Regions from separate parts of the Mus musculus genome. Here region 2 is linked to region 1. The links are chromatin contacts, called in public HiChIP or PLAC-seq maps. All regions are on one chromosome and are shown on one strand. The core of a region is the stretch at or near the end of the contact, and the rest is flanking DNA. Distances in the headings are between cores, read along the strand shown.

Region 1 (6,193 bases), core at 3,297-5,796:
GGTGTGAAAAGGGCTTGCTGCACAGCATGAGGACCCGAGTTCAAACCCCCAGCACCCACATAAAAAAGACAAAGTATGGTGGTATGGGCTTGTCATCCCAGCCCTGAAAAGGCAGAAACAGAAGAATCCCTGGAGCCCATTGGCCAGTCAACACACCTTAACTAATAAGTTCCAGCCCAACGAGAGACGCTGTTTCAAAATGTAAGGTGGTGGCTCACGCCTTGATCCCAGCACTTGAGAAGCAGAGACATGCTGATCTCTGTAAGTTTGAGGCCAGCCTGGTCTGTTTATCAAGTACTAGGACAGCCAGAGCATAGAGGGAACTTGTCTCAAAACAAAACCACCAACCAAACAACAGTGATTACAAACAAACCCACAAACAAATGAGAAAAAGAAAAAAGACAAAGGATGTGGTCTCATCTTCCCGTGGTAGGTGTCAGACTCCAGCCTCTGTGCTCCCCGATTCCCCACATCTCCATCTAGCCTCTGCCTCCTTGCTGGGTGCCAAAGGCCTGGCCACACCCTCCACAGCTGTTTCTCACATCTGGTTCCACCGGGCTGCTTCCTCCCAGAAATCCAAGCTGGGGCTTGGGCTCCACTATCACCAGTCTGACCCAGGGTCAGGCACGCTCGCACGTTCTGGCTCCCGGGGCCCAGCCTGCCCCCCCTCGCCCCACCGCGCCTTTGCTGCTCAGACACCAACGGTGGCTACACAGCCTGCAGGCGTTGGGACCTAAGCGCACACGCCAGTCTAGCCAGCAGGTGCGCCAGTCTGTCTGAGTGGCAGGTCCTGGAGAATCCTTTACAGAAAAGGCTCAGATGGGATAGACGGAAACAAAACAAAAACATTTCTTAGACTAGGAGACTGAGGCAGGAGGGTGGAGAATTTGAAGTTAGCCTGTGCTACACAGTAAAAGCCTGCCTTGGGGAGGGGAGCATCTTAAAAAAAAAAGTCAGAAAGCTGAGGCAGGAGGATTAAGAAATTGAGATTGATGCCACTCTGGGCTTCATGTCTCAAAAAAAAACCAAAGAGCATAAAACATAAAACAAAGACCATAAAACAGCAAGGACAAGGCTGGCAAGATGGATCAAGCGAAGAAGGTGTTTCCCACGAAGCTGCAGGACCTGGGTTCAATTCCTAGAACCCATGGGTTGGACAGACAGGTTGACCTGCAAGTCCTTTGACCACCCCCCCCCACATGTGTCATGTCCTCACAATAATAACAAACTAAAAACACAACAACAAAAATCTCTAAATAAAGAAACTATACTCAACATTTCTCCAGCCACCTTCCCTGTTCTGAGGCTGGTCGGCCAGTCTGCTAACTCCTTCCTTAAAAACCCACATTTAGGGGGCCAGCGAGATGGCTGTAGAAGGGCTTGCTGTCAAGCCTGCCCACCTGCGTTCAATCCCCAGAACCCACGTGGTGGAAGGAGAGAACTGACTTCTGAAAGTCAGACTCCCTCCAACTTGCTTACTTGCCCACACACTCTCCCACACTACACACAAATAATTAAAAAACAAAAAACAAAAACAAAAAAAACCACCTCACATTTCAAACTAAATTCCCTTATACTGTAGAAAAACATTACAGAGTTGCCCAGGCGGACATGCTCAGCTAGAGTATGAAGGTGCAGGGACCAAATAGATACAAATAGAACCAAAGCTTGCTCTGAAATTGAACTATCAGTGCAGACCTGGCACCAAGAGACTGACGGGCAGAGGGAGGGGGAGGGGGAGGTGGGGGCGGGGTAGGTGGGTGGGGTTAGGATCCAGAGAGAACCTGGTGAAGGTTTCACTTCTGATCATCCCCATTCCTCCATTCTGTTAGTTCAAACTTGTTGCCCCAGGACTCCAGGGGGCTGAGGCAGGAGGATTGCCACAGTTTCCTGGTCACCATATCCGCCACCTCTCTTCAAAAGTATTTTTTTATTAGGTCTTTAAATTTTTCAAAGCTTTATTTCATTTTTAGAGCCTGTGTGTGGGTTTGTGTATATGCGCGCAATGCCTGTGGAGGTCAGAAGAGGGCATCAGATCCTTTATATCTAGAGTTACAGGAAGTTGTGAGCCACCTTGGGGGTGCCAAGAATCAAACTGGGGTCCTCTCCCTGTCCCCACCTCTCACCTGACACACAGGGTTTCTCTATGTATCCCTGGCTGTTCTGAAACTCACTCTACAGACCAGGCTGGCCTTGAACTCAGAGATCTGCCTGCGTCTGCCTCCTGGGACTAAAGGTGTGTGCTACCATGTCTGTAGCAGTAAGCTTTCTTACACACTGAGCCATCTCTCCAGCTACCTCCTTTAATTCTTTAATGCATATATTTACTTTCTTTTTTTTTCTTTCTCTCTCTCTCTCTTTTTTTTTTTTTTTTTTGGTTTTTCGAGACAAGGTTTCTCTGTATAGCCCTGGCTGTCCTGGAACTCACTTTGTAGACCAGGCTGGCCTCGAACTCAGAAATCCGCTGGCCTCTGCTAGGATTAAAGGCGTGCGCCACCACGCCCAGCATTACTTTCTTAAAATTTAAAATGCTTTTTGCTGTTGTTTAGCTAGGGTTTTTCTATGTAACCCTGGCTGACCTGGAACGCACAGAGACCACACACACACACACACACACACAGACGACCTTTAAAATGCAGCACGAGCATCCTCTTTCTGCTAGCCTTTGCAACCATCTCATGTTCTGGGCCATGAAGTTCATCAAAGGAATGAGTTGCAGTGAGTTTAGCCCTTGTGGAAAAGGATTGTGGTGGAAGTCAGGTGTCCAAGACTGGCCTGGTCGGTCCAGATGGCATTCACCCCACCTGGTGTCAACTGGAAACCTAAGAGAGGTTTTCTCTCATTCTCAGCTACTGTAAGAGATAGACTGCCACCCAGGGAGAGCCTTTCAGCAGGTGCTAAGGGCCTCTGGGTATGCTGTGTGGCTCTGGGCTATCATCTAGTCCCCTCTGAGCCTTAGGATCCCCAGTGGGAAAAAAGGCTAGAAGAACAGGAAACAATAGGGGGCCTAACCAGAAACAACCCTTTCATCTGCTGTTCTGGGTGGGAGGTTCTGTCACCTGCCCACTGACCACAGCCACACCCCACACCCGGGCCTGGCCCCCCACTGTCAGAGGCTCTCTTGGGCCAGGCCAGCAGAACAGATAAACAAGCCAGGGGATGTGGGGCAGGCAAGTGCAGGCCCTGGCTCCCCTGAGCCCCTGGCTGGGCTCCCGGGGCAGGGCGGAGGAGCAGCCAGGCCTTTGTCTGGGCTTTCTGAAGTAAAGGACGCCAGGGCTGGGTGTCAGCCTTCTTGGCCAGGGAAGGATGTGACAGCTCCCACCCATCGGAGGGTGTGGCGGGTCACGGGTTAATCCCAAGAGGAAAGTTGTCTTGCACAAAACACACCCAGAGAGGGAAGGGCAGGGGGAGCGGTCACCAGCCAAGTCGGGCTGGCCAGACTGCTCTGTCCCAGCCCTGGCTTCGGTAAGGACAGGCTCCCTGTGTGGGATGCCCCAAGACACCAAGCAGGCAGATTTGTGACCTAGAAGATGTTTTCCTACCACCAGGCTTGTCAAGCACCCCTAGACCACCTATCTTTCCCACCTGTGGGAGTAAGGGGCTTGGGGGACACCCTCACGTTGCCCAGAGCGGGCTGCATGCCTGAACGGGCCCCGGTGCGTATGAAATCTTCCACTGCCCATCGCTTCGCAAACCCACACAAACAGACCCCAGCTCACTCAGACTAGGTTTGGGGACTGGGTTCCACCATCATTTTCAACCTCAGTCAGCCACTCCTTTGAGTCACACCATCTGGTCCCCGCTTTTTCTGGGAAGGGGGAGGGGATACTCTTAGAGGGAAAGGGGGAAATCTGATTAAAGCTTCTGTCAGGGAACCGCCCGCCTAGCTCTCCACAGAAATCTACCTCTCCAGCCAGTGGCAACTCAGGACATCTAAGGGGTCGGAATTGGTTTGGCCAAGAGGCTGCGGACCCAGAAGAGGCCACGAGGAGGGCAGAGCGCAGGAAGGACCGACAGAAGCGCCAGGAGCAGCAAGCCGAAGCTGGGGGAGGGGAAGCGGGGAGCACCCAGCCTCTTGAGTAAGGGTCCCATTACTTCCGAAGTCCCGCAGCCTCTTGGGGGGGGGGCGCCCACCCACAGGTGGCCCAGCTTGGATAAAGGGTCTTGCGCGCGCGTGGGCCTCTCTCCTTTGCATCCTGCAAGAGATGTGTGGTGCAACCCAGGTGCCCCCCCCTCCAGCTTGATTGGGGACCAGGCCTGGAGTGCGCGGCCCAGCTCGATCCTTCCCTTTTGCAGCTGGGCACGGTCTCCCCGCGTCGCCTCTAGGTTCCCCGTTGGGGGCCTGGGGCGTCAGAGCGCGCGCGGCCGGGTACTCACTCCATCTCCCGCGAGGTCCGTGGGCGGTGCAGCGCGGGGCAGGGCCGACTCTAGGGCCTGGCGGCCGGGGCTGTGCGGCGCGGGGGCGGCACCGGGGCGGGCATCGTCCCCAGCGCGCCGGGTATTGTCCGGGCGCGGCCGGGTGGGCTCGTGTGCGCGCCGCCTCTGCGCGTTCCCTGTATCCCTCGCGCCCGCGCGCGCCTCCTGCTGGCCGCAGACGCTCCGCACCGCGCAGCTGCACCCCAAAACGTCGCAGAGATCCCGGACCCAGTCACCCTGAGTTCTCCATGGAATGAAAGGAGTCCTGATATAGTTTAGGGCCCCAAGTCGGACCCCCGACCCGCGAGAGAGCCACAGCAGCAGCTCTTGAGGGGGTTCAGTTCCTGCACGAGGCCCAGCCTGGGCCAATGGCTGGATATGGTTTACTGAACTCAGGAGTTTAGTCAGCCCTGTGATGCTGCCAGACTGAGCAAAGGGGTATTGGGTGAACTTAGACTTTGTTCCCAGGGCACTGGAGAGCCACAGTAAGAAAGACATAGGGCCTGTCTCCCTCAGAGAGTGCACCATGTGACTTTCTGCCTGGACTGCAGCTCCTTGGCCTTAGACACTCACTGGGCCTTGGGGCAGCGCAGGGAGAGTGAGTCACAAAATTCGCTTCTCTGATAGAGTCGTTGTCCTTTGGTTTGGTTTTGGAGACTGTATGCTCACTTTGTGTGCACGTGGAGGTCCCAGGACATCTTCCACTGCCTTCCTGCCAAGCCACCCACTTTCCCTTGGACTTCTTTTGAAATTATGTAGACTAATATGTAGACTAGGCTGTCCTGAAAGTACCCACTGCCTTAGCCAGGCCTGCACCACCACACCTATCTTCCCTGGGTTTGGATCTGGGCTCACCGGTATAGTGGTGTGTGATTCTGTGTCTGTTTCTCAGCCTTTTCACCTCTCTGCCCATCCCACCTCCTCAGATGCTAGAGGGCTAACGGTGTCGTCTCACCTGGACACACTGAGGGTCAGGCGAACTTTTCAGATAAAAGGCCAGATAGTAAACACTGCCAGCATTGTTGGCCAGGTGGTTTGTGTTGCAAGGACAGTACACTTATCATGAACACCAGAGGAGCTGGAGGAGATCTGTGAAGTGGTTCTGTGTCAATAAAACTTTATCAACATTGATGGGCTCTATGCTGTGTGTCAATAAAACTTTACTGACAAAGACAGGCTGAATGCTATATTTTGCTGAGCCTGCATTATTAGATGCTCAGACTGACAGCTGGTATCTTCCATGTTCCTGGACCACTGTCTTTTCAGTCAAAAGAGAATGACTGAGTTCTTACTGTATGCTCTGGGGATTCAGGACACTATCTTTGTCTCCTAAGCAAGTGAGTTAAGATTTAGGGCTGGTGAGATGGCTCAGTGGGTAAGAGCACCCGACTGCTCTTCTGAAGGTCAGGAGTTCAAATCCCAGCAACCACATGGTGGCTTACAACCATCCGAAACAAGATCTGACTCCCTCTTCTGGAGTGTCTGAGGACAGCTACAGTGTACTTACATATAATAAATAAATAAATCTTTAAAAAAAAAAAAAGATTTGAAGTGCTGGGCTGGAGCAATGGCTCAGTAGTTAAAACTGCTCTTCCAGAGGTCTTGAGTTCAATTCCCAGCAACCACATGGTGGCTCACAACTATCTGTAATGGGATCTGACGCCCTCTTCTGGTGTGTCTGAAGACAGTGACAATGTACTCACATAGGTAAAATAAATAAATCTTTAAAAAAATATTTAAAGAATTATTTATTTTAAAAAGAAGATTTGAAGCGTTT
Region 2 (5,607 bases), core at 2,516-5,015, 180 kb after region 1:
CCATTCATCCATCCATCCATCCACCCATCCAATCACCCATCCATCCACCCATTCACTAATCCATCCATCCATCCATCCATCCATCCATCCATCCACCCATCCAATCACCCATCCATCCACCCATTCACTAATCCATTCATCCATTCATCCATCCATCCATCCATCCATCCATCCATCCACCCATCCATTCATCCAGCCATCCATTCACTTATCCATCCATTCATCCATCCACCCATCCATCCATCCATTCACTTATCCATCCATCCATCCATCCATCCATCCACCCATCCATCCATTCACTTATCCATCCATCCGTCCATCCATCCATCCATCCATCCATCCATCCACCCACCCATTCAACCACCCATTTCTCCATCTACTAATCCATCCATCCACCCACTCACCCATCTGTTTATCTACCTACCCCACCTTCAGCCCTATCCACACTCCACCTACTCTTCCTCATCCAACCATGTACCAGCTCATCCACTCATCCCACCATGATCCTTTGAGCTCCTCTCATCTACCAGGACTTCTGGTGAGAGTATGCACAGACACCCACGCATGTGAAGCTGGCTTGCCTAGGGACTGGTGAAGGACATGGGGCTGAGGAGTGCTGGAGAGAGCTGCTGGGCTTCTTAAGCACAAGGCCATAAACTTGGTTTCCAGTGAAAAGAACCACTATGGCGGGAAGTGTCCATCGACAGGACAGGATGTCTGAGAACCTGGAAGAGGAAGTGTGGTTAGATTCAGGGACCTGGGTCAAGGAGGTGTCTAGATGAGTTCCACTCACTTATGAGTCCATCCATATCCTTGGCCTCCCCAAGGTCCAGCACCCATCCTCTCTCAAGTCCTGTGTGTGATGCTGCTCTGAACATGTCTGAGTGTAGACTCCAAATCTCATTGTGAAGATTAGGAGATGGGTGCCTGGAGAGCAGGCAACTTGACAAAGGCCTGTTCTTGGTGAGCGGTGGCAAGAATGGCAGAGCTGCCAGACCCTGTCATCTCCCTGATCCCTGAGTCAGCGGAGTCTAGGGTGCCCAGGTGTGATATGAACAGGGCCAAGAAGCCCACATGCTTGGCTCTGCGGGGGTTCTATCTACAGCCCTACCTTTTACACCGTCAACTACTTAACAAATGTTCCAGCCCGAGGAATCTTGGGATGGGTGTAGGAGAGAGATTTCTGAGTTCAAATTCTGGGTTTGTCATTCCTCTGAAGTGTCCATAAGCCCCTTACACAGAGACAGGAGATCCAGCTTCCTGTAGACCTGCCAAGGGCTGCACATGTCTGGAAGTGAATAGGCTATGGAGGAGCGGCAGTCAGGTCCCTATGCCCACAGCCCACCATTCTGAGTGTCCTTGCTAAAGCTGTGTGTGGTCACAGGGTTGGCCCTTGAGTCTTAATTCTATAGTATTGCATTGAATTTTATGTGTATGAGTGTTTTGCTCATGTGTATATCTGCACACCAGGTAGGTGCTAGAAACTGAACCTAGATCCTCTGAGAGCAAAGTTCTCTTAAGCACGGAGCCATTTCTTTAGCCTCAGATAGGAGCAGAAAGCCTCACAGACCTCTGAGAAATACCCCTCCCACTGGCCTGGGGGCAAAGGTCACACAGCAGGAGGTGGCACGACTCAGGACTGCAGGAAGAAGCCAGATCGATATACCTCCTATTCTTGGATCTCTCTGCAACAAGAGCTGAGCCCAAGTCCTGGATAGGAGGGGTTTGGCCACGTCTGCCTCTGCCAATGACTCTGCTTAGCTCAGAAAGCGGCAGACGGCTTTGTTGACTGAGGCTCCTCCTGTTTGCCATCTGCCAGCTAGAAGGGCCAGGCTTCCTCGCCGCAGGGTGGGGTCTACAGGGGCCAAGAGGGTGGGTTTGGGGACCCACTTCCAGATACCTTTCCCCATGGGCCTTCATTTCCTCTCTTTCTTTTCTTTCTTTCTTTCTTTCTTTCTTTCTTTCTTTCTTTCTTTCTTTCTTTCTTTCTTTCTTTCTCTCTCTCTCTCTCTCTCTCTCTCTCTCTCTCTCTCTCTCTCTCTCTTCCTTCCTTCCTTCCTTCCTTCCTTCCTTCCTTCCTTCCTTCCTTTCTCTCTCTCTCTCTCTTTCTTTCTTTTTTTTGAGACAGGGTTTTCTCTGTGTAGCCCTGGCTGTCCTGGAACTCACTCTGTAGACCAGGCTGGCCTCGAACTCAGAAATCTGCCTGCCTCTGCCTCCCAAGTGCTGGGATTAAAGGTGTGCGCCACCACTGCCAGAGGGCCTTCATTTCTAAGCTTCCAGGTACATCAGTGCAGGAGCCAGCAGTTGTGCTCAGGTATGGGAGCCAGCCTTTGGGGTCCTTTGCTGCTTGAGTTATGGGAGCCAGGCTCTGGGGTGAGTCAGGACACCCTTGGCTAAGATGCTTGCTCACCTATAGAGGCTCAGAGGTTGGGAGACTTACCTGCCATCACACAGAGGGAAGTATGGTCAGCCACAGGATTGAAGCGCCAGTAGAGCAAGCCCAAGGCACCTGGTTCCTGGGGGCTGTGATCCTGTAGCTAACCTTAGGTTGAGCCTGGCCTTACCCTGCTAGGTCTCTTTTGCCATGGCTGATGGATGGCAGTTTCTTCCATTGCCCTCTAGATTTCCTGTTACAAGATTTTTGTTTGTTTTGTTTTTGTTTGGTTTGAGACAGTCTCACTATGTAACCTTGGCTGTCCTGGAACTTGCTATGTAGACCTGGCTAGACTCACATAGAGATCTGCCTGCCTCTGCTCCCCTCCCCCTCCAAATGCTGGAATTAAAGGTGTGTGTCACCACTCCAGGACTGTTATAGCTTTGTCATGGAGAGCCACACACCTATATTGTCATTCGCCGGTGTGTTGTTCCATGGCTACCTGTTTCATTGGTCACTAGGATAGCCATCAGACTGTTCCCAGCATCTGGGTCATTTGGCCATAGATGGGTACCAGATAAATGTAGGCCCATGGAAGGTGTATTACACCAAGTACCTGATGCTGAGCTGTGGAAACCCAGCCAACAGTGACCAGGCCTTTCTCTGGGTGGGTTGTTCTCCTAGAGTGAAATTGTCACCTCATCTACAAACGCTGAGGATGACTGACTCCCTGCTGGGTGGCCATGGGAACCAGAGATGGAGAAGGTCATGTAGAGGCTGATTGGGACTCAGTTCCCAATTCCAATCATTAGAGTTATTATTATTGGTTGAAGACCAGCTGGCTAGTGAAGGGATCTGTTGTGTTCCCCAGAGCTGAGAGGAGAGGCTGGGACTAGAAGTGGTACAGCTAGACTCAGCTGGATTCAGTGACACAAGCCCCGCCCCTCAGCTCCCCTTCCAGACTCTATGTATTCCATTCAGTCTAGCATCAGGAGGCTTAGATCAGTAGTCTGGGTCTTGCCCAGGACCACAGGCTATACAAGTTGGTATCACCCCTCACCCCTCACAGAACTCTTTCTCTGTACCAGGAGGCAATGCCCCATCCACCCTGTACCAGGCAGGTGGTTCAGTGCTACCAACCCTGCCCCTGGCTGGAACAATGTAGTCCAGACACTCCTGCCAGCTCCGCCCCTTCTTCAGGCTCCACCCTATTTACCAGTAGCTCCGCCTCCCCCCTCCTCAGCTTGAACCAGGAGACTGTCTCCTAGGCCCAGCTCCGCATGCAGACCCGCCCTATTTATATTAGGAGCCCTGCCCCCGATTCCCCGCCAGTTCGGGAGGCCCCGCCCCTCGCGGATTGCGAGGACGCGGGCGCGCGGCCGCAATCGGAGGAATACGGCTTGGTGGGCGGTTTCCCGCGCCGAGAGGAGAGCTGGCCACTGCGCTACCGCCTCGCTCGCAGCTGCGCCGGGCTGTAGCCTAGCTCCGCGTTCCGGAGTCGCCGCAGCCCGTGGGGCAGGTGAGCCCAGCGCGCTCCGCGCTACCCATACCCGGCGCACAGGGAGTCGGGGGCGCGGTCAGTTCGCTGCACCGGGCCCAGGGCTGTCGCCGCCTCCCCCAACGCACAGCGCAGCAGCTGAGTGAAGCCACAGGTGGGTGGCAGCTGGGGGCGGGGCCGGGATGCTCAGGCCTGTGGTTCCCTGGGGGGACCCCGATCCCCTGAGGTGGTGGTGGGTGGGTGCGCAGGATACAGGCCGGGCCCAGCTCGCGTGGGAGACTGACCCTGCTCAGGGCGCCCCAAGTGCTCAGCGTGATCCTACACTACGCTGGCTTCAACCCTAACAGGTGGTGACCCCTGAACCAGGTGTCAAGCCCATGGGGCCCTGGCGGATGACTCCCATGTACAGTACCACCCCCTGACATCCCTGACAGTCAGTTGACAGCTGGGCATAAATGCCAACTTCTTGATAACCCTAAGGTGACCCCTTAACACAAGTCCGACCCTTTGACAGCCCTGACAGGTGACATTTGAGCACAAGTGTCACTTCTGACTCCTATTTCTTTCCTCAGACTCCTGGTCTCTTGCCTGTCGCCCTCATGAGAAAAACCAACATGTGGTTCTTGGAACGACTTCGGGGGTCTGGGGAGAACGGAGCCAGCCGCGGTGAGGCTGGGGACAAGTCTTCCAAGGGTCCCTTGTATAGCAACGTGCTGACTCCGGACAAGATCCCCGACTTCTTCATCCCGCCCAAGCTGCCCTCTGGCCCCACAGAGGCTGAGGGACAGGCGGACCTGGGCCCCTCCACCTCAGAGCAAAACCTGGCTTCACCTGGGCCCCGTCGAGCACCTCGCAGTCCCCGGCTGCCGGCCAAGTTGGCCTCAGAGAGCAGGAGCCTGCTGAAGGCAGCCACACGACATGTGATTCAGATAGAGAGTGCGGAGGACTGGACAGCCGAGGAAGCCACCAACGCTGACCCCCAGGCGCAGGGTGCCATGTCATTGCCCTCTGTGCCCAAGGCTCAGACATCCTATGGCTTTGCCACACTGGCCGAGAGCCCCCACACCAGGCGCAAGGAGTCCCTTTTCCACAGTGAGCACGGGGCCCTGGCCCAGGTCGGATCCCCTGGTGCTGGCCGCCGGCGAGCAGGGGCCAAGGGCAATGGAGGTGATGGGGGATCCCGGGAGGTTGGGGGGGCCCTGATGAGCCCTAGCCGCTACTTCAGTGGCGGGGAAAGTGACACAGGGTCCTCTGCTGAGTCGTCCCCCTTCGGGTCCCCTCTGCTGTCTCGCTCTGTATCGCTGCTCAAGGGCTTCGCCCAGGACAGCCAGGCCAAAGTGAGCCAGCTGAAACAGTCGGTAGGTCGCCATGGCTCCCTGTCTGCGGATGATAGCACACCAGACACCAGCCCAGGTGTCCGTCGCCGCTTGTCCCGCAGGGCTACCCCGGAGCCAGGCCCGGAGTCTGGCCAGGCACCACGTGGAGAGCACACAGTGAAGATGGGCACCAGGGGCAGCGTGAGGCTGCTGGCCGAGTACGAGGCTGCTCAGGCCCGCCTGCGTGTGCGCCTGCTGGCGGCCGAGGGCCTGTATGACCGGCCCTGTGATGCCCGGAGCATCAATTGCTGCGTGGGGCTGTGCCTGGTGCCCGGGAAGCTGCAGAAGCAGCGGAGCACCATCATCAAAAACAGCCGCCACCCCATCTTCAACGAGGACTTCTTCTTTGATGGCCTGGG

Evidence for each region. HiChIP or PLAC-seq counts read pairs in DNA pulled down with a chosen protein or histone mark.
Region 2: a FOXA1 HiChIP or PLAC-seq map of pancreatic cancer cells shows a contact between it and region 1. The contact joins the promoter of C2cd4c here to the promoter of Palm in region 1. A contact is called at or near these places in 1 of 39 promoter capture datasets (liver), 3 of 484 Hi-C or Micro-C datasets (the N1E-115 cell line, cardiomyocytes and embryonic stem cells), 1 of 115 datasets of contacts at active chromatin or transcription factors (pancreatic cancer cells) and 1 of 9 other capture datasets (liver).

Annotation. Positions count from the first base shown.
Region 1 is chr10:79,791,925-79,798,117 of GRCm38.p6, reverse strand. Palm (paralemmin) reads right to left here and starts at 4,546. Exons shown (of 9, transcript NM_023128.4): 1 at 4,378-4,546. The coding sequence starts at 4,382. Gm40713 (a long non-coding RNA gene) reads left to right here. Exons shown (of 4, transcript XR_871867.3): 4 at 1-280. It also overlaps a transcript of Prss57 not described here.
Region 2 is chr10:79,612,176-79,617,782 of GRCm38.p6, reverse strand. C2cd4c (C2 calcium-dependent domain containing 4C) reads left to right here and starts at 3,765. Exons shown (of 2, transcript NM_198614.3): 1 at 3,765-4,026; 2 at 4,445-5,607. The coding sequence starts at 4,472.